Regions from separate parts of the Zea mays genome. Here regions 1 and 2 are each linked to region 3. Evidence: chromatin contacts called from public Hi-C data. All regions are on one chromosome and are shown on one strand. The core of a region is the stretch at or near the end of the contact, and the rest is flanking DNA. Distances in the headings are between cores, read along the strand shown.

Evidence for each region. A called contact is a pair of places that touch in the nucleus more often than the background predicts.
Region 1: a contact with region 3 is called in a Hi-C map of ear, with 2.4 times the contacts expected there. The contact joins the promoter of LOC100191657 here to the promoter of LOC100274342 in region 3. A contact is called at or near these places in 2 of 25 Hi-C or Micro-C datasets (ear and leaf).
Region 2: a contact with region 3 is called in a Hi-C map of leaf, with 10 times the contacts expected there. The contact joins the promoter of LOC109943983 here to the promoter of LOC100274342 in region 3. A contact is called at or near these places in 5 of 25 Hi-C or Micro-C datasets (ear, endosperm, leaf and 1 more) and 2 of 3 datasets of contacts at active chromatin or transcription factors (leaf and seedling).

The regions. Positions count from the first base shown.
Region 1 is chr2:31,594,538-31,598,783 of Zm-B73-REFERENCE-NAM-5.0, forward strand. LOC100191657 reads right to left here and starts at 1,570. Exons shown (of 15, transcript NM_001137086.1): 1 at 1,417-1,570; 2 at 1,226-1,269; 3 at 997-1,106; 4 at 169-206; 5 at 20-97. The coding sequence starts at 1,423.
Region 2 is chr2:31,205,465-31,209,851 of Zm-B73-REFERENCE-NAM-5.0, forward strand. LOC109943983 (DEAD-box ATP-dependent RNA helicase 30) reads right to left here and starts at 3,108. Exons shown (of 4, transcript XR_002267129.3): 1 at 2,807-3,108; 2 at 2,491-2,700; 3 at 2,248-2,360; 4 at 1,462-1,743. It also overlaps the pseudogene LOC103648522.
Region 3 is chr2:31,348,089-31,352,497 of Zm-B73-REFERENCE-NAM-5.0, forward strand. It overlaps LOC100274342 (General transcription factor IIH subunit 2), which reads left to right and starts at 2,654. Exons shown (of 4, transcript NM_001148703.1): 1 at 2,654-2,994. The coding sequence starts at 2,674.

The DNA of each region.
Region 1 (4,246 bases), core at 320-2,819, 250 kb after region 3:
GAAAGAGCAGAGAGTGAACCATTTAGAATATTCCTTATTGTGCCATTTGGACTCCGCCACATAGACTTGAGTTTAAACTCTTTTACTCGAGTCTCGTCTGCATAAAAAATGCACATTAATGCCCAAATGTATAATTGAACATGGGAAACCATAGTTGAAGGGACTTACCAGGCGTAATTGTTGCACACTTAACAGCAACATTATACCTGTTGAGACACAAAACAGGATCTTATCAATGCAAAAATGTGTACAAAATGGTTTTACACAAGCGAATGAAGTTCACGGAAGGTGCAGCATGATTCTAAGACGATCTATAATAAATATTTTGTGTCATGATACTCGAAAGCGAATGAAGTTCACGGAAGGTGCAGCATGATTCTAAGACGATCTATAATAAATATTTAGCTCCAGGACACTAAGAATGTAAATCATGATCACCAGAACAATAGTAGAAGAGTGGACGATTTAATATTTAATAACCAACCAAATATTTCTAGTGACTGGGTACTGGATCGCACCATTACACCAGTATGTATTACTAGAAATGAGTACAGCAACCCTGTTACAGAATGAATTGGAAACCAAAAACATTTTGGTCTCCTAGTATTGCCAAAAGGCAAGGACTTATCTACCAACTGCCACAAAGAAAATGCACACCACTGTAGATATTTGATAGACTCTTCATGGAAAGCTATCAGGAAAAAGGAATCCAGGAACTTTAAACCCAACACCTTAATGTTAGTGCTTAACCTTCTAATAAGTGGAGGGTAATTGTCATGCATGCATAGTATTTACATGCTATGAACAATCATCCATGATTAGGCAATATGAATGAAGAAATAACGATTGTCAAGCCAACTAGATTATTATGCCCCATGAAAAGCCCTCCAACCTTGTTCCTAGATGCTTTGGCGACAAAGTTGGCGATAAGAACAATAATTGGCTTAACATTAGCCCAATCGGGACCCGAGTGTACAAAACAGAATTATGACTTACTTCAATGTAGCCTCGGCACTCTCGACGGTGACCTCATCATTGGTGGCATCGCGATTGAGAATTCCAAGATCGTAGTACTTCACATCCAACTCCAGGTATGGGAAGATGAGCTACACACAGTTCAACCCCATTTCATCCCGCTCGCATCAGCAAACCATCAAGTGATCAAATTATAGGTTACGTACTATGGATCTAAAACAGCAGAAAACAATATATAAATTCCACAGACCTTATCCTTTATCATCTTCCAGATGACCCGCGTCATCTCATCCCCTGAAAACAAAACAACCAAAGCAGTCCAGTCATCAGCTCATCCACACGCCTACGCCCACGCGAAACGAAAGAGAAGAGAGGCGGGAGGCTCATCCACACACCTACACCCACGCGAAACGAAAGGGGAGATGCGGGAGGCCGACGTACCGTCCATCTCGACGATGGGGTTCTGCACCTTGATGCGGCTCTGCTCGGCCACAGCGGCGGCGGCGGCGGCATAGCAGCGGAGCGAGGCGCCGCGGAGCACGCGGCTGCTCCCGGGGACATGGAGGCGCGCAGGAAGCAGGGAAGGAAGGCGGCCGCCGCTGGCGGGGTTTAAGGGGATCAGTGCTTTGGCCACCGCAGCGGAACCGGAGACGGAAGCACGAGCCATGGTGGTGGGGGCGGAGAGGAGGCAACGGGGCAGGAGCAGGTTGCGCATCCCACGTGCGGAGCGCGTGAAGGAGCACGCGGCGCGTATGAGGCGCGCCGGTGAGGGGGAGGGGACGAGGAGGCCGAGGCGGGGGCCGGCGCGGGCGAGAGGAGCGTGTCTGCGTGTGGCGTGGCGACTGGCAGGTGGCAGCGCTGGTTCAGCCGGAAGGGAGAAAACGTGCCCGACCCTACAGTTCTGGCACGTCGAGCGTCGCGTTACTGGTGCGGTAGCGACTGCAGTTCGGCTCGAGGTCACCAATCCGGGTTCCGGAGTATCACTGAGTAGTGAGTATTTTTTAGAAAAGCGAATATTATTAATATTCCAGTTTCTGTAGCGGTTGATACATTCGACTGTCAAACTCACAAACATGGGTTCTACATTGGAACGAAATCTCACATTCTACAAGGATTTCATAAATTTAAGCTTTCAAACTATGCTCTCAATCTATGAGTAGTGAGTATATATTGCCAACTTTTTTGCAATTTGGCCCTTTTTATGTTTTTTTGCACAATTATGCCCCTGGCAGTTTCATTTCAAAAAATGGACCCTTAGCTCGGCGTCGTCATCATTGGCGCCGAGCTTCTGTGTGCCGGCGCCAATAATATTGGCGCCTGTCTGCCTGACGTGGAGGCTTGGCTGGCAGTGACGTGTCAGGGGGTCGGCGCCATAGATCTTGGCGCCGACCCCCGTGTCGGCGGCGGTACACGTGTCAGGGGGTTCGGCGCCATAGATCTTGGCGCCGACCCCCTGTATTCAACGTGGGAGACAAAATTATGTCCCAAAATTTTGAACTCACGCCGCCCCCACTGGACCCCGCGTCGCCCTCCGTCGCCGGATCCCCGCGCCGCCCTCCGTCCTCCCCCGGCCCGCGCTACTCCACGGTCGGCGCTCCACCACCGGCCGGCGCCGCCCCGCCCGACCCGGCAGCCCCGCCCCGCCCCACAAGCGCCGCCGCCGCCCCGACCCTCGGTCGCGCCCGCATAGGTAAATTTTATATGGTTTTTGTTATTGTGTAAGCATTTTGTGTTAATTATGTTAGATTGTATTGCTATGATTTGTTGTTTTTTGAATGTAATGAATGTTAGTTATTGTGATAAATGCTGATTTGATTGAATATTATGAATGTGAGTCAAATGTGCATGTTTTTTATCCTCCCCGTGCAGGGGAGGTGCTGTCAAAATTTGCAATTATTATATATGAGTAATTTATAAGGTGGTTAGTATATTAGTGGGTGGTGGTTATATTTATACTTATTTAGGTAGTAATTAGTGGTTTGTGGTTAGGTAATAACCATCCACAGTTTATATTAAATGTTTAATTGGTGTTTCAAATAGATGGACAATTTTTTGAGCTTGTATCATGGAGGCAATGTGGAACAAGATCCTTATGGAAATGCCAAGTTCATTGATATGCGACACGTGCCGGTACTATTCGATGGTAGACCCTCCTTGAGAGATGTGTTTACAAAGGCTAAACAAAAGTTAGGTTACCATGAAGCTGATGACATTGCGGTTGACGGAGTGCTTAATATTGGTCATCCACTAAATGTCATAAGACGAGTCATCCCAGTTGATTGTCAACTGGATTGGGATAATTATATTACTTCGGCTATGAAGACCCATTTGCAACTCATGGAGGTTGTGGTGCGTCCGGTTGTAGTAGACCGTCCCCCTGAAGACTTTGATCGTGCTATCGATGACGTGTCAACTGTTCCTGATGCTCAATCTGGCCCCAATTTGATCCCATTAAGTCAGCCAGGAGATGGTCTGCAGACAGATTTAGCTGCGTGTATCCCTTTGGCACAAACCAATTGCAGTAAGTCTTATTGGCATTACATCTTCATTTTGGACCATGAACACTTTGCTCATTCCATTTGACGTGGGACTGATCATCTTGTACATGTTGCAGGAGAGACTCCTACTCTTGTGGTTGATCCTCAGACCGAGGCACGTGGCTGCTTCGGTGATGGTTTTATTGCCTCCAACAGTCCTGAGTTTAGGAATGAAGAGGAGCCATATGCCTTTGCTATGGCTGCCGATTCAGATGATGATCGCTCGGTTGGTGAACTCACAGAGAGTGACATTGAGATGTTGCAACGTGTTTTTCCAGACGGTCGGGATCCTAGAGTGCATGAGTTCAGCGATCTTAGTCTTTCTCATCAGGCAAATGCAGAAGGAAGGGATGATGAGCTGCTAGACGCTCCTGAGGTCGGTCCTAGCATGATGATTGAAAAGGGTAGGGTCTTCAAGGACCTAACTGCCTTGAAGAGGTGGTTGCAGCATTACGCAGTCTTACGTAAGAGGCCGTATAAAGTACTTCATTCGTACGAGAAACGTCGTTACACGGTTGTATGCGACAAGGATAACTGTTCATGGAGGGTTTGTGCTAGGATACACAAGATCACCGCAAAGTGGAAGATAACAAAAGTAGTGGGGCCACACACATGTGCTGAACATGAGTTAACGATGAAACATCGCCAATTGACATCAACCCTCATTGGGAAGCGACTTATGGGAATACTGCAGTCGGAACCCAATATGAAGGTTAGGACAATCATGAGGATCG
Region 2 (4,387 bases), core at 1,858-4,357, 140 kb before region 3:
GAGAAACATTATACATCTTGATCAAGGCTCATAAAATTTGCAATAAACAACTTAAGCCTAGTATTCTCATTATGAAAGGATTTAGAATACTCACAACCACACCATTGATTGTTTTGTAGATCTTACTATCCAAATAGGTGGTGTTGTTCTTGATATCCTCCTCTTTCATTTGAGAGTCCTCCCTTTGTAGTTGTTTCTTTTTCCTTTCAAACTTATTGAAAATACTCAAGAAAGATGTTAATAAAACAAGGGAGTATATGATGAAAGATGATCTCTTTAGATAGGAAATATAGACAATTCATCATTCATAAGTCACACAGACAGGAAGTAAAATCCTTAACATTAGTGCATTTCATTTGAGAAGGAGGAACATGCACTTTTTAAGCATTTTAATAATCATTGGAGATTTTACTTCATCATATTGACTTTAGTAATCATTACTTGGAAGCAAATCAATATGATAACATATATAAATATCGCAAAGGCATTAAATAGATTCTAATGGACATGAGCATTTAAAAGAGTGAGATTGAATGCACGTCTAGCTGATTTAGGTCCAATAAAGAATCTATTCCTCACATGGGTAGAATATGATAGTTTAGATTAAATACCCATTGAGATGAGAACTAAATTTGATGAAGAAGATAAGTTCCCATACCTTTGCTTCTACCTTTCTTCTTTTGGGTGAAGAGCAACCCATGAGGCTTGTGCACTTTCTCTTTTGTAGATATTCATAAGTAGGCTCAAGAGATACTTTGTTAGTAACACAAGCACTAGTTTCCATTTTTGTCACCATTTTTGATAAGGAATGAAAAGCTAGATTACTAAAACATGGAAACTTCATAGCATAAACTAGATTATACATAGATGATGTTATGCTTAATTTTAACTCATAAAATAAGCACAAATAATCTTTTAAGATTACGAGTATAAATCTAATTCATGATATGGAAAGCGATAAATGAGAAAGAATCATATCCAATTTGAGCAAGTAGAAATACATCATAAATCATTGGATTGATTTTTCTTTTCATGTTAGATTACACATTTCCAAAGAGAAACTTATTCTCTACATGCACTACACGACGGTTCACTTACAGCGACCTACGGTTGGTTGCTAAAACGGTCTTCAGCGACCTACGGTTGGTCGCTAAAAACCTTTAGCGACCCATAAGGATGGTCGCTGTAAGTGCCGTCACTAAAGGCTTTAGCGACCGACATCTTTTTAGCGACCGACCGTCCATTGCTAATATTGTATATTTAGCGACCAACCGTGGGTTGTTGTACTATAGATTTAGCAACCAATCGTGAGTCGTTATACTATACATTTAGCAACCAACAAAAAGTTGCCCCTAGTTATAGTCGTTAATAATAATAATATACCATTAATTAATATTCAACAACTGTTATATATACAAAAGCATCACAAATCACCAATTTTTATACACATAATAACATAGATATACAAATTTAATTAGTATTGCACAATGATAGATCCACATCACATAAACCATCAATAAGCACCACAACAAAATCATTCACAAAACCTACACATGTTATTATGTTTTGTACATATTTGCAAACACCCTTTCATGGCACCGCATCGCCGACAGCTTCGGATTCTTGATCGCCAGATTCATCTTTCTTGGTGCTACGCTCCTGCTTCTGGTCAGGGCTAGCTCCGGCCTTGTCTTGCACTGACGACGTCATGAACCGCAGATTGTATCTCCGAAGACATTTTGGCTGGGATGGGAAGGAGGCATGAAAGCAAAAGGATTCCTAAGTTAGAGCATCTCCAATAGACTAGATATAAATCCTATCTAAATTTACAGTATCGAGAGCTATAAAAAAGATAGATAAGTTTTTAATGGTGTCATCACGACATCAAATGCGACATCGACTATAGATTATTTTTTTCCCATTGATCCTAGCAATATGGAGCAGACACGATTGTCTGGAAAGATATGCAGATCCCTGTGTAACCATCACAAGTATCATTATGTAACTAGATGCATCCACTTCCAGATAACATTGGCAAAAGTCGATCGACTAGGAGTACCAGTGGACAATTTGTCTTCAAAAAGTGAACACTGACAGCATCTTTGGACATCAATATAATACATCAAACGTATATGCACTACAAAGTAGTTCAAACATATATATGAACATGTAACTGCAAATGTAAACATATAACTTTGCACCGCACAAAAGAAACTAGCAGACCCTGTTGGCAGTCAGATTACGCACATATGCGCAGCAAATTCTGGTAACAGAGAAATCTGGTAACTTCCAATCGAGTTATCTGCCTGACTGCCTCTTGTTCCACCCTGCCTGGGAGAATTGAGGAACTCGACGCATCTCTGCAGGTGGAAAAGGTGAATTGCTGGAAAAAGGTGAATTGCTGAAAACTGGAACCCGTTGACGCGTGAGAGAGAGGAAGAGTAGCAGTACTGCTAGCTAGCCGTGGCGATGGACGACGGTGATGGTTACCTGAACACCTCGCTGTCACTGTACCCCACGACGCCACCAGCGATAGCCGCAGCCGCCTCGCCAGGCCGGTCCGGTAGCCGTGCGGAGGTAGTAGCCACAGTCCGCCTCGCCAGGCCGCTCCGGTAGCCGTGCGTCCGCCTCCTGCCCCGCCCCCAGCTCCCCGTCCTCCCCTTCCCCACCGCCGTCCAGCCCCCGCGCTAAGCAACGGCCCTGCAAAAGCCACACGTTCTCGTACCACGCGGTTACCAGAGATCCGCGCGGCCGTACGCCCGGCCGGAGATCTGAACGAAACAAAAAAACGTTAAGCAGGCAGCACCTTCGAGGCCGGTGTCCGGGCTTGCAGTGCCACCCTCTCCTCCTGCTGCTACAGCGGCGACGGCCTGCTCAGCGTGCGGCGGCTCCATGGCGTCGCGGCGTCGCGGGGGCGGGGAGGGAACAGGGAAGCTCGGCGATCGGTCGGGCGATCGGAGTGGGAGGAGGAGATCGGGGGGGCCTGGGGCGGTAGAGAGAGAAGAGAGAGAAAGGGGGAGGGAGAAGGAGTGGCGGAGGCTTGGGAGAGGGAGCAGGGTAGTGGCGGCTAGGGTTGGGGACATGGCCGGTATGGGCCTGGTGGGCCGGCTGATTAGGTTAGGTTAGTTTTTTTTATTTCTTTTCTAATTCCTCTCTAATTTCAAAATATAATTTTAAATAACCATAAAATTTATAACAATTAACTAAAAACTATTTATAACAATTATATTATTAATTTACTAGGATTTTCAAGAAATGTTTATTAAATATCCAAAAAATCAATTATAAATAAAAAATCATTCCAAAGGTAAATAAATAACAAGCACTTTTTTTAAATTACTCAAAAATTCATAAAAAGCTAGAAAACTGTTCACCCCTTGTTTATAAACCTTTGTCTCCCTAGAAAAACATTCACTTGTGATCCATGATTTATCCATACTCTTTATGTAGGATTTGAAACGACTTTCAACTCGAATCTAATATCATATAAGCACAAAGAACATAGTTGCATACTATAGTCATGTCCATACATAAACAAACCATGAAATAAACATACAAGCAATATAAAAAAGAAATAAATCACCACACAATTTAGCGATCAATGTTTACTTGTTTTAATTAATTTTTAGTCACTAACATCTATAGGGGTACGTTCAGGCTATAAGATTTGATAGTTATCATTGCTCTATAGCGACCCACCGCTAGTCCCCGATGACATCTATAGCGACCAACCATAAGTTGTTAAATTTCTTAACTTTTAGCGACCAACCGACCGTTGCTACAAAAAGATTTAGCAACTGACCGTCGGTCCCTAACCTTTAGCAACCAACAGTTGGTACCTAATAAGGGTCGCTAAAGATCAACCGTCGTGTAGTGATGTGAGACTACTTGGGTTATTTAGATAAAATCATTAGTCTCACTATTCTAGTTATAGAGATAGTTTTTCTTTTTATAAGTGTCCTAAGGATTTGAATTCCTTACATGACACCTTATCCTTTTAAGAATTTGAAATATCTCTCTATATCTAGAATCATGGCAATAATAAAACAACTTAGTGAAAAACATGCCATGAGATACTTGCAACATTTTAAAGCATGTAGATTGCCATAGGATGGAAATGATGAGTATGCAATCTACCATATGAGAGGAAATTCTTCAAAGAATGGTAATATAAATTTAAAGATGTTTGAAGTGCTTCAATTTTTCTATGTGACTACACAAGACACATAAGAAATGATATTCTAAAATATTTGCACTTAAAAGATAAGTGTTACCATCCTTTGGCTTTCCTCCATGTTGTAGGCCTTGATTTTTCGCACATGATATTTCTTCATTTCCTACAACATATAATATCTTCCTCGAGATGATATGAGCATTAGACATAATA
Region 3 (4,409 bases), core at 1,404-3,903:
CTTTAGTAATTTTCTCTGTATTCGTCTTAGCCATAGACTCGTAAAACCCAGCAATAAAAGGATCCATAACTTTCTTCTCTTCATACAACTTCTTCTCCTCTGATATCTTCCTCTCCTCAGTCATCTTCTCCTCAGTTATCTTCTTCTCCTCACTAGTCATCTTCTCCTCAGATATGAAACAAGCACGTCTTTAAACCGAAGCTCAAAATTTAAGCAAAAACTTGCAAGCAAGAGATAAAATTTGAGGAAATAACGCAAGCAACAGAAATGGCGTATCAAATGCTGCCGCCGTGGGTTCATATTTATACGCCTAGTGCTCTACAACTTGGCGGGTCCCGTCTATCATTGACTGTCGCTATCCTAGCGAAGGGAAGGTGTTTTTCGGAACTTCGGCTTAAGGCATTTGTTCATGTCGCAGTCTAAATTCGTTGTTATAACAAATTAATACTGCGAGGGGCTACTGTTGGGGGCCTTCGTCTTCCGAAGGTCCTCAAAAACATGACTAACATGTTTCCCAAGTTCAAATATATATACAGGGACCTTCGGCCTTAGGATGAAGTTGTACACGATATAAAAAGCACGAATCGGGAGAAGGATGAACCCGTTCCGAAGCTACCTGTGGAGAAGCTTCGGCTTAGCAGCGAAAAATGGAACCGACCTAAAGGGGAAAAGGCTGTCTAGTCCTTGATAGATTATCCCTAGGTCAATAGTAAATGTCAAGGGCATGAATGTAATTTACACAAGCTGTGTCCTGTGTCTATAAATAGATGAATAGTAGCACTGTACTGTTCACGTTGACTTGTATTCGCTTGCACGTCACTCTCGAGCCTTTTACCTTCTGTCAAGCCGAAGGTATAAATGTAATTCGATATTGTTCATATTCATTCATGATAATATAATAAAAATGTCCTGATAATATCATATGATTATTCATGTTATTTTCCATGTCTCATATGTTTCTACTTTTATTATTATATGCTGAGATGATGAAGGTATGTCCTTCATAACCTTCGTCTGATGATCATTATATCCTAAGGGAGATAATGCTTCGAAGGACGAAGGTCTTTGACTATTAACGTTTTGTGTTGTCTTGTTCTTAACTCATAGCATTTGAGAACAAGTGACCAACAACCCCCCTCTAGGCGACTTTCAAAAATCGTCACACATCTCTTTTCTAAATTTACGCGCGTGTAGAGTAACGTGTTTGACTCATGTATGCCTTCCTTATTTTTTTTGCGCGCACAGATGTGGGGTTGGGGGGGGTGCACCCAACAGCCTGCTTAGGGTGTGGGTGGACGCGCTGGCCTGGACAAGTCACATAGGTGGTCGGGCGGGGCTTGCTCTAACTATTTGAAGCTCATGACTTCTAATATACCGACCTTATATATACACACACTAGCCAATTGCTCGTGTTTTGCTACGGTTGTTATTTACCTTATAAATAAGTATTGATATATGTATTCAAATATAATTATTGTTTATTTGTAAATATTAAGATACGCGTGGTCTGGTGGTTAGCCCCAAATTTCTGGAATAGAGAGGCATGGATTCGAGTGATCGTTTTGCACTATTTTTTGCACGTGGGGCCCACAGAGCACGACACCGAGGTAGGGCACGTGGGACGGGGCTAGAGTGTGAGCGCAGAGGGTGCCCACACTAGCACGCTAGTCGCACGTCAGCCACTATTCTCCATGAATCATGAAGGGAAACATGGACCTAAGGCTATCTGCAGCGGTCTTCTCTAAATTTCTCTCCATATATCACTTTTTTTTGTTACATCTTCAATATTTCAGCCCTTTAACTTTTCATCTCCCGCAGCGGTCTCTCCTATTTTCTCCCCTTGTAACTCACTACAACCATAAAATATTATTTCATATATTATTTTTTATCCACTATTAATTTTTCTTATATTAACAATTAGAGCCGAATCCAGATTACAGTAAAATAGAGAAGACGAGCGCACGCTACATTCAGTGGAAAAGAGAAGAGGACGGCACGCCCTTGCATCGTGGGAGGCACCGTAGACGTAGGGGCAGCGCTGCGGACTGCCGTGCGCCGTCATGTGTAAGGGGATGGGGCGCGACGCCCGGCAGCCGCTGCAGTTAGCCTAAAGTCGGCCTACACGTCTCCTCAACTTCAGCCGCCTGCTCAGTTGACAAGTTCAGAGCACTGTTTAAGTACTTTGTTGCTGAGCTGACGGAAGGAAGCAGAAATCAGATAACCACTGACTGGCAAATGTCGTCTGATGGTTGGTAGCACATGTTTCGTTGACCCATTTTCCATCAAGGATGGCATAGAGAGAAAAAAAACGAAGTGTAAACTCTTGAAGTCAGCACCACTTGCATTCTTATGTTTTGGTTGCTGTGTTCTAAACTATCTATTCAGATGTCTCCTGTATACATTTTCTTTACTCTGATATACCGGTATTTCTATATTCCGCTGCTTTTTTTTTTTTGCATTCCTCTATTTTGAATGCTCCTGTATCAAACAGATGCTTAGAAAATTGGTAAAAGGGGCTTAAGGCTCCTGTAAACCAAACCAAAAGCCCAGGAGCCCCAAACTGGAGGCACCAAGCACCCGCCTGGCCCATGTGCTGGTCCCCGAATCCCGACCTCGCCTCCAGTTCCACTCTTCCGGCGGCGTCGGCGGCCGCCCCTTCCCCACGCCCACACCATGTACGGCGTCGGCGGCGGCTTCAACGCGCCCTCCACCGCTGCCTCTCGGCGCCGCAACCCAGGCGACGAAGAGGAGGACGAGGAGGATGAGGGCGGTGAGGGCCGCGTCCTGGAGGCGTGGGAGCGCGCGTACGCGGACGAACGGTCGTGGGAGTCACTGCAGGAGGATGAGTCGGGCCTCCTCCGTCCCGTCGACACCAAGACCCTCGTCCACGCGCAGTACCGCCGGCGCCTCCTACTCCGGTCTGCCGCCGCCGCCGCTGCCCGCATCCAAAAGGGGCTCATCCGCTACCTCTACATCGTCATAGACCTCTCCCGGGTTCGTTCCCTTTGCTTCATGTTCTCTTTCGTTCGGCTTGCCACATCATCAAGCACCTGGCGAGCATATTTTTCTTCGAAGTCGGTTTGGTTGTTTTGGACCCGACAGACTGGTACAAATGCCGATCGTGCTAACTTGACACCGGCTTGTGATTGCGATCTCTTGTTCCGAGAGAGATGTGGCATTGCTTACGGCCTTACTTATGGGCTACACATTTGGTTCTTAAGTGTTCACTTACTTAAGGCATGAACGGAGCAGTGAATACTAGGACTGCCTTTTGCTAGTTTCGTATACCTGTAGGTTCATCTATAAGCTTGTGAAATGTTGTGAAGATGGTGCGGTGATGCCTGTCTGTGAGTAATCCTGGTTTATTTGTTTGTAGAGCGATGTAGGTGATATGATCTGATTGGTTGCCTTTAATGCCGTTTGTTTAGCCCCAAGCTGTGACCATTATCTTATTTGGCTTGTACATTCAGAGGGTGATGCTGTAATTGGAAGACACGAGGCCAATTTTAGAATCTAATGCTGATTTAGCAACTTTAAGATTGAGTCTTTGAGAGATCAATCATTTTATGTGAGGAAACAGTTTGTTAGATGGGTAAAAACGGTATTTTGGAAATTCTAAGATCTACCATGGTTTGTATCCATGGCCCATTGGCCAGGGCATAGGTATGGAGAACTCGAGACCTAATTCTCCACTAAATCCAGAAACCAATGCTACCTTAAGGTTATACGGTAAGAATTTCTGTACTGCAGAATAATAGACTCATGTCTATGAATCATGAAGGGAAACATGAACCCAGGTATTTGCAAATTGCAATTGTTAGTATTGCTGTTGGCAGCAATATTTTGTTTGGAGTTCAAGCCTACCACAACCAAGCAGTCCAAGTTCAATTTTATATGTGTGCACACCAATTGGATTGCTGAAACAAAATGTTGATGACACAATACTTGTTTGGAATTTTCATATATTGAGATTGGATTATCGTTTCATTTTATGCATGAGGTTCTTATCGGATGAATCCTGTTAAATTCTGAAATGTTTTAACTTTTAAGCATACTTTCTGATCTGGATACACTATGTATATTTGATATATGTCGGATAGAGTGAATGTCTCATGTCTCCCTCATCAAACAGACTATTTTTTTTTTCATCAGTTTGAAGGTGTTCCTGGGGAGGGTTATTGCTATTGCTGCCTGGATATGTCTGAAGATGCTTTTTTAATTGTTTCCCCACATCTGGGAAGTTAATTCTCTCTGTCAATCCTTGTATAGATTTCTGTAGAGAAGCAAATCACGTGCCATATGGTTTTGTTTTTACCATTGGCATGGCTTGCTCCAACAAAATCCTGACATCACAAGAAGTGCATGAACTATGGTTGCAGGAAAAGGTCTTTAACAATTACCACATAGTT